Linked DNA regions of Mus musculus: region 2 is linked to region 1. A link is a contact called in public HiChIP or PLAC-seq data. All regions are on one chromosome and are shown on one strand. The core of a region is the stretch at or near the end of the contact, and the rest is flanking DNA. Distances in the headings are between cores, read along the strand shown. Region 1 holds the start of Slc12a5 (solute carrier family 12, member 5). Region 2 overlaps Cdh22 (cadherin 22).

Evidence for each region. HiChIP or PLAC-seq counts read pairs in DNA pulled down with a chosen protein or histone mark.
Region 2: a contact with region 1 is called in an H3K27ac HiChIP or PLAC-seq map of neural progenitor cells, with 2.8 times the contacts expected there. The contact joins the enhancer-like site here to the promoter of Slc12a5 in region 1. A contact is called at or near these places in 3 of 39 promoter capture datasets (the 3T3-L1 cell line, the C10 cell line and hippocampal neurons), 2 of 484 Hi-C or Micro-C datasets (cerebral cortex and embryonic stem cells), 7 of 115 datasets of contacts at active chromatin or transcription factors (embryonic limb bud, embryonic stem cells and neural progenitor cells) and 1 of 9 other capture datasets (adipose tissue).

Annotation. Positions count from the first base shown.
Region 1 is chr2:164,963,896-164,970,931 of GRCm38.p6, reverse strand. Slc12a5 (solute carrier family 12, member 5) reads right to left here and starts at 2,944. Exons shown (of 26, transcript NM_020333.2): 1 at 2,478-2,944. The coding sequence starts at 2,529.
Region 2 is chr2:165,196,809-165,204,089 of GRCm38.p6, reverse strand. All of the region lies in intron 1 of Cdh22 (cadherin 22), which reads left to right. Among named protein-coding and RNA genes, the nearest start is that of Gm36803, 9.0 kb to the left of the region's middle. Within about 2 kb of position 2,204, at least 78 of the 459 cell types and tissues checked have an H3K27ac peak or open chromatin away from gene starts, as enhancers often do. A contact at or near this core is called in cerebral cortex, hippocampal neurons and neural progenitor cells, where this site is marked.

The sequences.
Region 1 (7,036 bases), core at 1,695-4,194:
GCTAGACTCACTTGTTAAGGGGGATGGGGAGCAAGCGTCTGCATTCTCAAAGGAACAGGGCAACGAAGGGGAAACTAGTCCTAATTCCCTAGAGCCTGGAGTCTGGGTGATGGGGGAGAGCCTAGAGGCGCGAAAGAGACTGGCCAGACCCAGGCTGAGCCTTCCCCGCCCCCGCCCCCGCCCCCGTCCCCGCCCCTTGGGAGCTCTCAGCCTGAATCGGCTTTCAATTAAGCTGCGGAGGCCAGAGCTCGCCCGGAGGAAACAGACGCAGGCTAAGGAGCCTCCCCCGGGGCCTGGGGCTGAACCTGGAGGGAATCCCCACGACAACTTGGGGAGAGAAAGGGGGCATCAGACCTCAAAGGGAAAGAAGCTCTAGGTGCCAGGGATAACATCCTCGGAGTCTTCTTTGACCCAGAGGAGTCCTCATACTCTCCCTCGAGGTCAATACCCGGATCCCTCCATACAGTTCCAAGAATCTAGGCTCAGAGTCAGGGGCTCTTGGTCCTTCTTTGATCAGACCCAGGAAGTATTCAGGGCCTCCTACCACCTTCATCAAGCGTCCAGGATAGACCTTCCCCCCTCTGGGACGCAGAATGCTTGACCCAGGTTCTGGACACTCTAATTCCAAGCGCTGGACTCTATATATAGAAAGAGAGTCTCCAGATGGGCCTGCTACACTCGGCGTCTAGAAATTAACAGAGAGGCCTAATAACTGGAAAGAACTACTAGTCAGAACCCCACTTCCAGTACACATGTGCGTCTTTACTAGGCCTTTGGGGACCCCAAAGAAGCACGGAGGTACAGTGAAGGTGAAGGTCGGTGGAGAATGCAGATGCTAAGGAATCCACTGAACCCATTCTGGGGAGCAGGGATGTCTCATAGTGGAGGTATCAAAGGGGGATCCCGGGAAGAAGTGGCATCCCTTCCCTTAGCTTCAGGAGCACTGCTTCAAGATGCCTGGAGCTGCAGCAACTGGACTTTACAACTCCCCTCCCCCTGCAGCCAAGGGAGCTCTGTCTGATGAGGTGACCCCAGGGTCACTGGAGAGATGGATGAGCTGGCCAGCAGCAGTTCTGTCCTCAGTATAGGACTCAGCCCCATGGGAGAATGGGAAGGGGATATCTCGGACAAAGGATCAGGGACTCTGGTGCCCCCAGCCTTCCCACGCCTCTAGTTGGGCCTGACTGTGATCCAAAATCAAAGACCTCAGAGTCGAACCTGCTAATGTCTGTGAGCTCATGCTTTTAGCTCTTGGGGTCTTGGACCATCTCCAGGGGAATCTCGGCCCAGAGGGTCAAGCAAAGCCTGGGGGAGCGTTTGAAGGCGCTGAGCGCAGACAGCAGGCACTGGAGATGCGCTAGTGCGCAGGGGACGCAGCGCCGCTTAAGGGTGGGGGCTGGGGGCGGCTGACAGCCGTGATGGATGGCTGAGACCGCTGGGGGGCAGCGAGGGGCCTGGGAGCCCGAGGGGGTGGCTGGCCCCAAGACCTCGGAGCAGAGAAACGGCAGTAAAGGGTGACGGAGAAACGGAACAGCACACGGATTTGCTCCAGAGCCCCTTAGCTCCTGGCAAGTCTTTGCACCCACCGCAGCGAGTCCGCAGTGTCGCCACAGCGGTGGGGAGTCAGCCACTAAGACCCCGTTTCTGAGGCTTCACCAGGATAGCTAAGAGAGCTAACTATAAAGACTTCCCCCCCTGCCCCGCCCTGAAAACCACACTGTCGCCCTAGGGTACCAAGAGAAGGGGGGAAAAGAGCGAAGAATAGGATCTTGCTTCCTGTCCTGAATAGGAACCCACGGAGAACCGAGAGGAAGAGGAAATCGGCAAAGTAGACCAGAAAAACCCACAGAAGTGGTAGCTTCAGGTTGAGATAAGGACTTCAGGAAGCCTTGGGGGAGGGGGTTCTGGTTGCACCAAGTGTCCCCTTAAGGAGACACTGCAGCCCAGACGAGAGCTATCATATGCCTCCAAACCCCAGAGCCATCACAACCCCCCCCCCCCACCTTTTAGCTGGAAACTCAAAGCGAGGAACTGCAGCAGACTGCGCCCCTAGAAGCTGCTGGTCCCTGCTCTGCGCCAGGACGCCCCGGTCCCCTCTCCGGGAAAGGAGCCTCCCTCCTGCACGTCGAACAGCACGTCAGCCCTGTTCTAGCTATTTCATCCCCTTCCCACGGCCTCTCCGGTTTAGCTAATCCAAGTCTGCCCCCAGGCCGTGGATCATTCCAACCCCCAGTTCCGAATCTGCCTCGGAGCGCGGCGCATTCCAGAACCGTGGACAGCGCCTAGCGCATTCCAATGGAGCTAGCCTCCCTGCAGCCTCCGGCATCCGCCGCCCCGGTCAGCCCCAGGCTGTTCTCTGCAGGAGGCGGCCCCGGCTCTGCCCCCCACTCCGAAGCTGCCCTCCTCCTTCTCCTTCTCCTCCTTCTCCTCCTCCTCCTCGCTGCCCCCTCCCCCGCCGCCCCCGGACCACTGCTTACCGGGGTTGGCTCCCCCATCGCCGTCCTCGCAGTCCGTCAGGTTGTTGAGCATGGTGGCTGCGCGGCGCCGGGCTCGGGATGGCTGCGCCGCTTCGCCCGCGCCCCTCTGCCCGCCTTCTCCGCTCGCTCGCTTGCTCGAGCTCTCTCGCTTGCTCTCCGCTCCACGGAGGAAGAAGCTGCAGTGCCCGCCCGCCCGGCGCACACACACTCGCACACGGACACACGCTCACACCCGCGCGCGCCCCCTCTCAGTAGCGGCGCTGCTCACCTCATCCCGTATGCAGGAGGCGTGAGCCACTGGCGGGTTTTCTTTGGAGGGGGGGACCGGAGGGAGGGAGGGAAGGGCAGAGAGGCGGGCAGAGAGCTCCGGTGGCCCCCTCACGGGAAAACTGGGGGCTTGCGCGGGTGGTATGGAGGGGATGCTGCGGGGGACGCGGCCCTCGCTTCCCTAGAGCAGACGCAGCCCCCCCCCCCACTCTGGCGCAGGCGGGGCCCGGCACGTGGGCAGGTGCCATCCCGCGCCCTAAAAATAACGGCAGGGAACTAGGTCGCGGCCGTGGGGAGGCGGCCCCGCAGCGGCTGCCTGACTGAGGGTCTGCGGTGACCCCTGAGAGAAAGATGTGGGGGACTGAGGTGGCAGGGGCGGGCGCTGTGGAATGTAAGGGCCCCAGGGAGCTGTCTACCAAACTGGTGAGGTAAGGCCTGGAGGAAAGAGAACCAGACCTTTTCCCAGATCGGTGTCCTAGCGCCTGAAGCCTAGGAGAAAGATGGGGCCTAGGCCCCCATCAATGGGGCACTGTGCTGCCCCGAGGGGACTCAGGTCAATGGGTCTGTTTGGCCCATTCTGTTTTTAAATCGGTGGCTGCCACTAGAGGAGTTGTAGAGAACTCTCTCATGGTGCTCGGGCTGGTTGGAGTCTCAGAATCCTAACCCCAAGACAAGACCCTGGAGTCCACACCACAGACAAGGGGATTTCTCCTGTGGAATGATCTATGGATGAAATGCAGCGAGGAACAGGGAGCACTGGGGTCCTGTAGCACTTCCTTCCCACCCGAGATGGTGCAGCCTCTAGGGAGGGTATGCTGGCCCCAAGCTGGCCAGGAACTGAGTGGGGGAAGGGGAGAATGAGGCCACCTGCCGGTTGGGGACCAGATTTTCTCCTGGGGCGGGAATGTCTAATCCTCTAATCCAGGATTGCTTTCTGAGGCTTCCAGGCCGGACATGCTCTCCTGTCCTCCTCTTCTGAAACCAGCACCCCCCCCAGGAGCTTGATTACCCTGGGACCCCGAAGCCAGACTTGGGCCAATGGTGGAGATGCTTCAGAAAGTGACATTTGAGGTTTAGACCCTTTGCATCTAGATCTAAACATACTAGCAATGGAAAGAGGAAATAGCTATACAGTCACCCTGGTTCCCAGCTTGAGTCCTCAAAAATCCCTGGAGAATTGTAGGACAGAACTGTTCATCTTATCTAACGTATAGCTTTCATTTCGTAAATGAAAAAAACAAAAACAAAAAAACTAAGCACCCAAGAGAGAAAATGACTGCCTAGGCACACAAAGCCAATGAGTAGCAGAATTCAGTCTAGAACCCATTTCTATTTACTCCAACTTAGGTCTCTTCTCAATAGAACCTCTTTTTAAATTGATCTTGCCTCCAATGAAAGAGACAAGAATACAATCATATCTACACTACCAGCTGCCTCTGATTCTCTGCTCCAGGGGAAAAAAATCAGCAGAGTTTGAGTCTGGGATGGGCTTTTCCCCTTCTGTGCCCAGGTTAGAAAAATGCAGGACTAGAGGCGACCCCTTGGCTGGAGCAGTAAGCCTCCCGTGTCTGCGAGATACTCTTAATAGGCAGGCATTTTCAGGACCTTGGACAGAGTCGGCAGACAAGCTGGCTCTATGGAATCTGTCAGTGGTTTCAGACTAAGCCAACAGTGGGGTCTTCTTCGATGGACTCAAAGGTGCTTCTAAGGGATTTGCCAACAAGGTGCCTACGCCGTTTGGTTTTGAGGACACCCAGATAATCTGTTACGATGGAGAATTAACATTCAGACAAGATGTGAGCATTTGGCAGATAGTGTTAGCTCAGTAATAAGACACAACCAAACCTGACAAGCCAAGTTCAGACCTTAGGACCCATACCATTAAAGATGAGAACTGACTCTTGCAAGTCATTTGCACACATACACAATAACAAAAACAATTTAAGAAGGTGTAAGTACTTGATACCCTTGGCTGTCCCAGAGTCAGTCAGTTATACGTGTCTCTCTCTCTCACACACACACCAATCTGTATTATTCTGTAGAGAAGTGTTAAAGGGCAAAATGTGAGGTACGTTTGTCTGAGCAGATTTGTGGAGGCGAGGACCATTAGGGCATGCTTCTTCATCTCTGGTCCTGGTGCCATTGCTTCTCTGATCACCCTGGGAGTAAACCTATCCGTGGGGACGTGAGAAACAGATGAAGGCCAGAGTGACTGCCTCACTGCCAATCCTCACTAGAGCTCTGACCTGGAAGGCCACTCAAGATGTGGGAAATACGGGTTCTATCCTCTCCTCTGCTGCAGAATTCTGCTTATTCCTGGTCAAAATCTAGTCCCTCTCTCTGGTCTTCAGCATCTGCATCCATAAAATAAAGGAGAGATTCCTTCCTGTCTTCTATGAGTCTTAGATTAAGACCATAGCTCTGTGGGTGAGAGCTTGTCTAATATGCACAAGGCTCCATGTTCAATCCCCAATACCACAAAAGTATTTGGGGGTACCTAGCTGAGGGTAGGGGTGCACACCTATTAGGAGTTGCAAGCAGGGCTCTCAAGACAAGTTTGAAGCTAGCATGGTCTACACATGAGTGCCAAGCCAGACAGAACACTGCAAAGTGAGTAGGTCTTTCTGGGACGTACAGACCAAGCAAGGGTAGAGTCCCAAAGGAAGACCCTAAGCCCTTCAACTGATGCCACTCAAGGAGGCTGGGTCACCTCCCTCACCTTCCTAATGAGGTCTTCAGAAAAGAGAAAACTCATTGTAAGCACCTCCTACTCAGCCAGCCTTGGCCAATAAGAAGTGGCTTTCCACTCTGAGGCCCAGGAACAAGACCACCACTCAGCCCCCCTCCCTATGCAGGGGGTGAGGAGGGACCCAAAGCCCTAGGAAGATGGAGCAGCAGAGGAAAACTGGATAGAACAGCTTAAGGGACAGCCAAGCAGGGTCCTATTTTTGAATTCAGAGTCTCTAAAATTCATACGCCCTCCCACCTTGTGTCTCTCAGAAGCTCAGTGAAGCTGCCTCCCTGCAGGAGGACTGGGGTGCTAGAAAGGACTTCATAAATTATTTTTTTCCATTTACCACTTATGGTGAAATTGGAGTCTAGAAATGGAATGGAATGGGAGGCTGAGTTACAAATGGAGACTAGAATCCAGTACCTAACCCCTAGGCAGGCCCTTGCCACTAAGCTGAAGACCCATCTGCATCTTGTTTCCACAGGCAGAGTATTCCAATTCAGCTCCCTCACTCCCCATTCTTATTACCCCATGACCTACCCACCTCCTGTCACAGAGCTAAGGCTCCACCCAAGACCTCTCTCCACCCTTCCTCCATGCTCTCTCCTCCAGACCCAGATCCCAGCAGTGAGTTGAGTCCAGTGCATAGCACACCCCACACACACAGGGCTTGCCGCAGAGCACGTCAACCACCACCGTCTCCGTGGCAACCGGGGGCTTAATTAACAGGCTGCAGCCCCGTCACCATGGCAACAGCACCCCAACAGCCCCCTATTCCCCTGCAGACTCAGCCTATCTTCCCAATTTCCCAATCTGGACCCCTTCTCGAGTAACTGAGCCCTCCCCTCACCCCGTCTGGGAAAGCTGGGGCCTGCAGATAGCTCTGGTTCATTGAGAAGAGAGGAGGGGAGAGAGGGGGATGTGAAATAGAGGGAGGGGGAAGGGAGAGAGAGAGGAGAGAGAGAGAGAGAGAGAGAGAGAGAGAGAGAGAGAGAGAGAGAGAGAGAGACCTGTCGCCATGGCAACTGCAGCCCTGTTCATAACCAGTTTGTTGTCATGGAGATTCCTAGGGCTCACCTTGGGCTGAGGTGGGCAGTGAGGTTCTGAGTCTTGATTGAAACTGAAGAAACCAATTGGGCAGAGGTATCCAGCACCTCTCTCTCTCTCTCTCTCTCACACACACACACACACACACACACACACACACACACACACACACACACACACCATCATTCTTCCCAATTTACAGATAGAGAGACTGAAACATGAGATCTGAGTCCTAGGGAGCCCCACCCTTAAAGATCACCCAAACCTCTCCCTTGATTTTTCTGTTGTCTGCTTGGAGGGTTTGGTTTGGTTGGACTTGGAACCAGGGTCTTTATTACCAAGGGCTGGACTGCCTTAGGCACCTGGGATTACAGGTGGGACTACCACCACAAACTCACCATCACTACTATTATTGGAGGAAGGACTCTTTCTACTCTATGCTACAGACAGGTAAACTGAGGCCCAGGGAGAGAAAGCAGTGTGTCTGAGATGATACCATAGAGCTTGGCCCAGA
Region 2 (7,281 bases), core at 955-3,454, 230 kb before region 1:
CACACACGTGGGCACACGCAAGCGTGCACACATACACACGCACATTGAAAAATCACAGTAAATATGAGAATATAGGACAGGTCACAAGGTGATCAGGGCTGAATGAAATACAGAAAAGAGCAAGAGTATTGATAGAGACTTGGAGACAGAGAGAGGGGCTGCTGTCCTTAGAGTGTCTGGAATTCTTCCCTAAGAGGCACTATTTGGACAGGGTGTCCAGGGGTGGGGTGCGTTGGAATACTTCAGATACTGAGGGAGAGTGTTGAACCAGAAGGATGGACAAGGCCAAGGTTCTCAGATGGGAACAAGGTTGGCAAGCTGGCAGGAGAGGAGAGAAGGGGTGGGGCTGTGATCACAAAGGTCAAAGGGCAGATCATGTAGGGCCTTGTAGACATTCTGTCTTTAGTCCTGAGAAAGGCAGGGCCATTTTCCCCTGACAGCTTTACTGAGTATAATTTACATACTATAAAATTCATCCTTTGTAAGTGCACACGTAATGATGTCCAGTAAATTACTCTGCGGCACCTACACCACCATCCATCAGGATGTCTCTTGTACCCCTTCCTGCCTGTCACATCAGCCCACCCCCATTACCAGTCCCGAGCACACCAATCTGCCTCCTGTCTCTGTGGAGATGCCGATCTGGACATTCAGAGAGGGAGGCTTACGATTAGCACAGCTTTTCGTTCTTCAGGGAGCCGAGCATCAGAGATGTTGGCTCTCAGAGAGCCCCTTCGTGGGTACAGACCACATTACACATACACACATGTATACACATAACACATACACATATACACACATAACACACACATACACACACATGCCACACACACATAACACAAACACATACACACACATAACACATATACACACATACACACACACATACACACATAACACATATACACACACATACACACACAACACACATATACACACACATACAAACACATACACACACAACACATACACACACATACACACACACATACATACACACACATAAGACATATACACATACACACACATACACACATAGACACATACACACACATACACACACACATATACACACATACACACATATAACACACACACAGACACATACACACACATACACACACATAACATATATACACACACATACAAACACACACACAACACATACACACACATACACACATAACACACATACATACACACACACATATGCACACATATAACATATACACACACATACACACACATACAAACACATACACACACAACACACATATACACACACATACACACACACACATAACACACACACATAACACACACACTACACACATACACACTCTCATTTGACATCACTACAGAGGCGTGGGTGTGCTTCTGCTCTTTGGCTGAACTGTGCTGCCCTGTCTCTGTGTGGACCTTTGTCCCTTTGTCTCTGCCATAGATTCTCTGGAGTGGGATGACTGGATGGTGCGCTAACTTCATGTTGAACTGTATCAGACTGCTTTCGAATGGGCCACCCTGCGGAGCTTGCTCTACAATGAGTGGATGGAGGAGGGGCCATCCTCCTTAGGCTTCTTAGCGTATTTAAACAAACATGCCAAACTGAGGACAAAGTGAGCCTGGCACAGGTACCTCAGGCCCATGCTTAGACTGGCACTAAAGGCCTCGTGGAGGCCCTGGTCCAGGTCACCCCAGGATGCAAACTCGGTTTTCCAGCCTTGGAAAGGAGCAGGGAGGCCCGCCTCATCCCCTCCCTCCACTAGGACCAATCCCCAGCCAGTTTCCTCGCAGCCAAAGCGTGAAAACCGTGAAAACCGCTAGTTTGGAGAAGCACCCGCATCAGGCACGGACTTTTCGAAGCTGTGGAGCCCTCTCCCCCCAGGGAGATGACAAAATTTTCTTTGCAATTAAAATTCCTTTGAAACTGGGACCAAAGAAAACGCAGAGCAGAAAGCTTTTCAAACGGAAGGGAACGCTCCTCTGTAGCAATTACCGTGCCTGCATTCCAACAGGCTGCTTCCTCCTCCCTCCTGCCGGCGGCGCTGGGAGCTGTCCTGCCTGGGCTGGGCTTCTGCATTCACGGAGCCCCCCAGGAGCCTTTTCCTGGATGGTCCCTGCTTTTCTGCTCACTCATAGCTTCTACATCCCTCCCACATAACTAGCCTCCGTGCAGGCTCTGGCTGACGTGGTCCACTTCCTGTGAGACTCCCTTTCAGCCTGGTGAATGGCTCATCTGCTGAGCTGCCGATCCATCTGTGTGCTTACCAGTCCTTCCTGGTACCACTGCCTGGCGGCGGCCCTTCCCTCACTCACAGCTCACAGCTCACAGCCCTGCCTCTCAGTGCTCACCATTTCTTTTGGAACCTCATCTGAGCGAGATGCAAATGCCTTTAAAGAGCCGGGACGTTGCAGATCTGGCTTCAGGTCCTTCTTTCAATCAACAAATAGTTATTTTGTTTATTTTAGGGTCTCATTTAGTTCAGGCTGAGCTATAACCCTCGAGGTCTACCCCTTCTCCACTCCCGCAGAGGCCAATTTCCTCCAGGTTACACCTCCCTTGAGGCAACAGAGCTGTTCTAAAGTCCTACCAGCTGGGGACCAAATGTTCAAACTTGTGAACCTGTAAAGGTCCTTCGATTTTGTTTTTGAGACAGGGTCTCATATACCCCAGGCTGGCCTTGAACTCAGCAAGTGGCTGAAGATGCCCTTGATCTCTTGATCCCCTGCCTCTACCTCCAGGGTGTTGCTGGGACCACAGGTATGCACCTCATGTCTATTTTATACAGTGCTAAGGATCAAACCCAGGGCTCTGACCTGCTAGGCAAGCACTCTACTATCTGAGCTACTGCTCTAGCACAACAACTATTTATGAAGTCATTAAAATATGCCACATGTTGTGCCCAAGCCTTAGAGATTAGCCATCTCTGTGTTTAGAAACAAGGCACTGAGGTTTGGGGACAAACCCTTCAGCTTTAAGGAGCTAAGAGTGTTGGATAAAATACAAAAATCATCTTATTAAAGCATCAAAGAGCTGACAAGCAAGCCCTTTGTAAGGAATTACCAGGAATTATTAGGTCAAAACTGGAGGGAAAACAGAAAGCCGGGGGCCGTTAGAGAGCAGAGAGGCAGCGTTTGCCCTCAGGACATTGGCTGATCCCAGAAAAAGTGAATTCGGTTTTTAATGATCTCACAGTGTAAGGGGAATGGAAGTCCAAGTTCGTTGTCTGAAAGAGGAAGGAGTCAAAATGCAGACCCTCCCCAGACCCACTGGGATTCTCAAGGGCCCCTGAGGTACAGATGAAACAGAAGGGACCAGATGGGACTCACAGGGCCACTCAGCCATCCAGGGAACCCAGGGCTTCAAATTTTAAAATCGAATGCACAGCCAAGTGCAAGTGCTTTTTAAAGAAGAGAAATTCCACTCTTCCGGGGCTTCAAGTTCTCTCCTAAGATAAAAACTAAAAGACAACAGTCAACACATAGCTGGAGAAAGCCAGACATGTCAAGAGAACAATGCAGGAGCTGAGCAGGGGGGGCACGGCATGACAGAACGCGACACCCTTGCCTCTCTGGATGCACAGACCACAGGGAAGACAGATGACATGCTTCTCCTGGACTGTTACAGCACTGCTGTGCCTCAGTTCCCCCGGTGTCTCAGCAGCTTTGCTGAGACATGACTGGTCAGCTCCATGACTCCATGTTTTAGATGACCCTCAGTCCTCTGCTTCTGCCCCCCACCCCCTGCTTCACCGCCTTTCTGCTTCCTCTCTTATGTGGCAGGGCCCTGAGTCTGCTCTGTCTCTCCTCTGCGACCTCAGCATCCCCTCAGCATTAAATGTCACCTGCGAGCAGAGGGATGGCTCTGATTTATATCTCCAGTCTGGGCTTGTCCTTGGAGTTCTTTCCAGACTGTTCCTTGCACCTGCCTGTTATATGTCTCTGAAGGCACGTCTCAGGGACGTGTCAGGCATAGCCTACCTACACGCTCCCTCCCATCCCAGCCTCTGTTTCTCCGATTCCCTCCTTGTTAAATGTTGTCGCTGTCCACTGTGAAGCCATAACCCAAGGGTCACCCTGAATCCTTGGTTGGAACTGAAGTGGGAGGCAAGGTGACACCAGGTAGCCAGGTGGAGGACTGTTCAGGAGGGAAAGCAAGGGTTCCTGCCAAGAAGAGCTCCCGGCATTCTGGCTGGGACCACTAGACACATATTGGGGCCATTCACTGAGGTGACTTTGAGCTTGCTAGCAATGAGGCTTAGCAGGGCCATCTAAGTGAGTGGGCATGAATGCCACAATTAAATTCAGAGACCTGGCCATGACCAGGACCTCAGAGGTTGGCAACCATCGTGGCGCTGAGGGTGACTGAGGCCGTCGGCATGAATGGGCTTGCCCAGGAATGAGTGAAGAGTTTCAGTGGGGACTGAAAAGGCTACGGTAATGAAGGACGGCCAGAGCATAATGGGAATGTCAAAGAACCCCAGCTGTTCAGTAAGGGTTCAAAGACCACTGAGGATGAGGGACGTGAGCACTGGGGACAATAGCTGGATGAGATGGCGTAGCAGTCATTGATGACTTCAACATGGTGAGGACAAACACCTGGTCACAACTGATTGTAAGAACATGGGCTCTGAGGCAAGGAATCTGGGGTTCTGTCCCCCCAAACTACTGGGTTCTCTAGCCACAGGAAGAGGTTGGTACAAGGAGATGTGTGCTTAGTTCTTGTCAATTAGAATCTTCTGGGAGTACTTTCCATGCTGATATCCAGGACACCATTAGAGAAAGGTAAAGATGATGTAGGGGGGTTTCAGGGAGATGGGAGGGAAAGAGATTGCTTTGGCTTCTGGTCTGGTCCAAAGTAAAGGGCCCTCTTGTAGTGATGGCCTACTATCCATCAGATCCCAGGGTAGCTTGGAGCATTGTGGAGGAAGATGGGACATGAGAGACCTAGCCAAAGTGATCTTGAAGCAGACTCGTTCTCACATAACCCAGGAATCAACATAGCATACTTTCCCCATAGCTGTGACCCAGACCTGACCAAAAGCAACTTTCGGAAGGATAGGTCTATCTTGGCTCACAGTCTGAGGTGGCACAGATCATCATGGTGGGTAAGGCTTCAGAGTGGTGTGTCTGTGGGGCCAGGCACACAGGCAGCTGCTTGATCACTTGGATTTGGATCCCTGGCATCCATACAGTGGGAGGAGAAAGCTTATTCTCTCAAGCTGTCTTCCGATGTCCACATTATGGTACACACACACACAACACACACACAGAGTAAATTGATAGATAGATGGATAGATAGATGGATGGATGGATGGATAGATCGATCGATCGATAGATACATAGATAGACATGTAAAGAAATTTAGAGAGCCTTGTACTGGGGCCAGAGATTCATTGTGCATTCCAGAGAGGACCCATCATGGTCACGGGTGGCCACAGGGAAAAGGAGTCGAATGTCTGGTGGCTTCTCAGAAACCTCTATTCAGGAAAGGGAGAGCTTTGCCACAAAGCCAGGAGTAGGTGACTGTCCTTAGACAAGAGAGCAGACAGGCCTGGCAGAGACAAGGATCCAGGGGGATTGGTGTTAGGTGTTACCTGTATGGTGAGGTCATGTTGCTAGACAGTAGGTGAGGGACTCCTGTGTGGAGACTCACAGGGGGGCCCCTCCAGGGGCTCAGAACTGGAGGTGAATCCTCCCCACCCCTACAGGAGCTGCTGTGCTTCTGTCCTCCCCCCCCCCCCGACTGTGATCCTCTCTCGCCTGTGGAAAACAATAGTCACGGCTCACCTGGTTCCAGCACTTGACTTTCCAGAGAATTACTTTTGTGTTCACCATCTACTCGAGCTTTGAAAGAAAAAAAAATCTTGGAGGATTTATTTTCCCCATTTTGCATAGAAAAGCACTGAAGCTCAGAGAGGGGAAGCAGCTTCCCTTAGGTCACACAGCTGTTGGGGAGCAAAGCTGGGGACCCAGCTCAGCCCAAGTGTGACTCCCCCACGGACCTCACCAGCCCCTCTCCTACCTTCTGCAAAGCAATGAGCAAATTTTGGGGCTCCCCATGCATCTCAGGCAGCCCTTCCAACAAGAGACCTGTGTGTGCGTTGGCTTGCTACCGACAGCAGCTTCTAGTCCTTCGCCCTAGTCCTGAGTCTTCCGCAGATGGCTACCAAAGACTGTCGCCGGCAGCTTTAAATGCAGGAAGGAGAGGATTAAGCCTTGGAGGGAGTGCCAGCCTCAGCCCCTTCCCTTGCTGCAGCCTGAGCAGGGAGATTAGAGAAGAAGATTCCTTATCTGCCAGCTACATCACTTGTCAGGAGAAGAAACGGAGAAACGCCCCCTCAGGCTTGGCACCACCATTGTCTATCTGTCGCCCCAGATGGGACCTGGCTTACAGTCTAGGGGATCAATGGGCCAGACTGGATTACAACTCCAAGCACCCAGCCTGCTGCCATGGAACCTGGTAGTAGCACCCCCTCCCTGTTCCAGTCTGTTTGGGGCATATGCAGATCAGAGAGAGGGTTCCCAGCTCAGTCCAGGTCTCCACCCCCACCCCCAGCCCAGACCACCTCACCCCACCCCACCTCGGCAAGGCACTGGGTTTAATACATCCCAGTCTTCCCCAGGCTGATACATCCTCCCCAAGACTTCACACAAGCCATTTCCTCTGCCCATGATTCCCTTCCCAGGGCTCTCTATGCTGAGCTCCTACAGAATCTTCCAGGACAGGTCAAATGTCACTGCATTCGGAAGCCCACAAAGAACAGCTGGATTGAGCTGATGCCTGGGTGAGACTCCATTTAACAGATGGACTGGACACCCCTGACCTTACCCTGTAGGGCTGACATATAATAGGGAGTTGTAAGTCCAGATGTCCCCAAGGGTGCTGTGGAAAAGGACAGTTCCTTGTGAGTAGAATCTGAGTGAGGGAACACTTAACTCAGACCAGGCCCCAGGAGAAAAGAGGTAGGCCATGTTCCCTTAGTCTGTTCTTGCTTCTCCCTGGCTTGTAGGGCATGTGGCCATGGAGCCCCAGGGTAGAAGTGTGGCTCAAACATTAGACTGTATGTTCTTGGGTAAGTCATTTGACTTCTATGCTTCATATCCACGGCTACAGGAGCAGGGACTTCCTCATGGTGCTCTGTGAGAATGAAGTGGTTTATCAGTGTAAGATACTCAGAGCCACGGTGTCAAGCCAGTGGATGGCAGTCAGTGGATGGTGGCCTTTTGGGTGCTCTGCATTGGCAGATCTAAGCCCACTGTCACCTACCTCATCCTGAG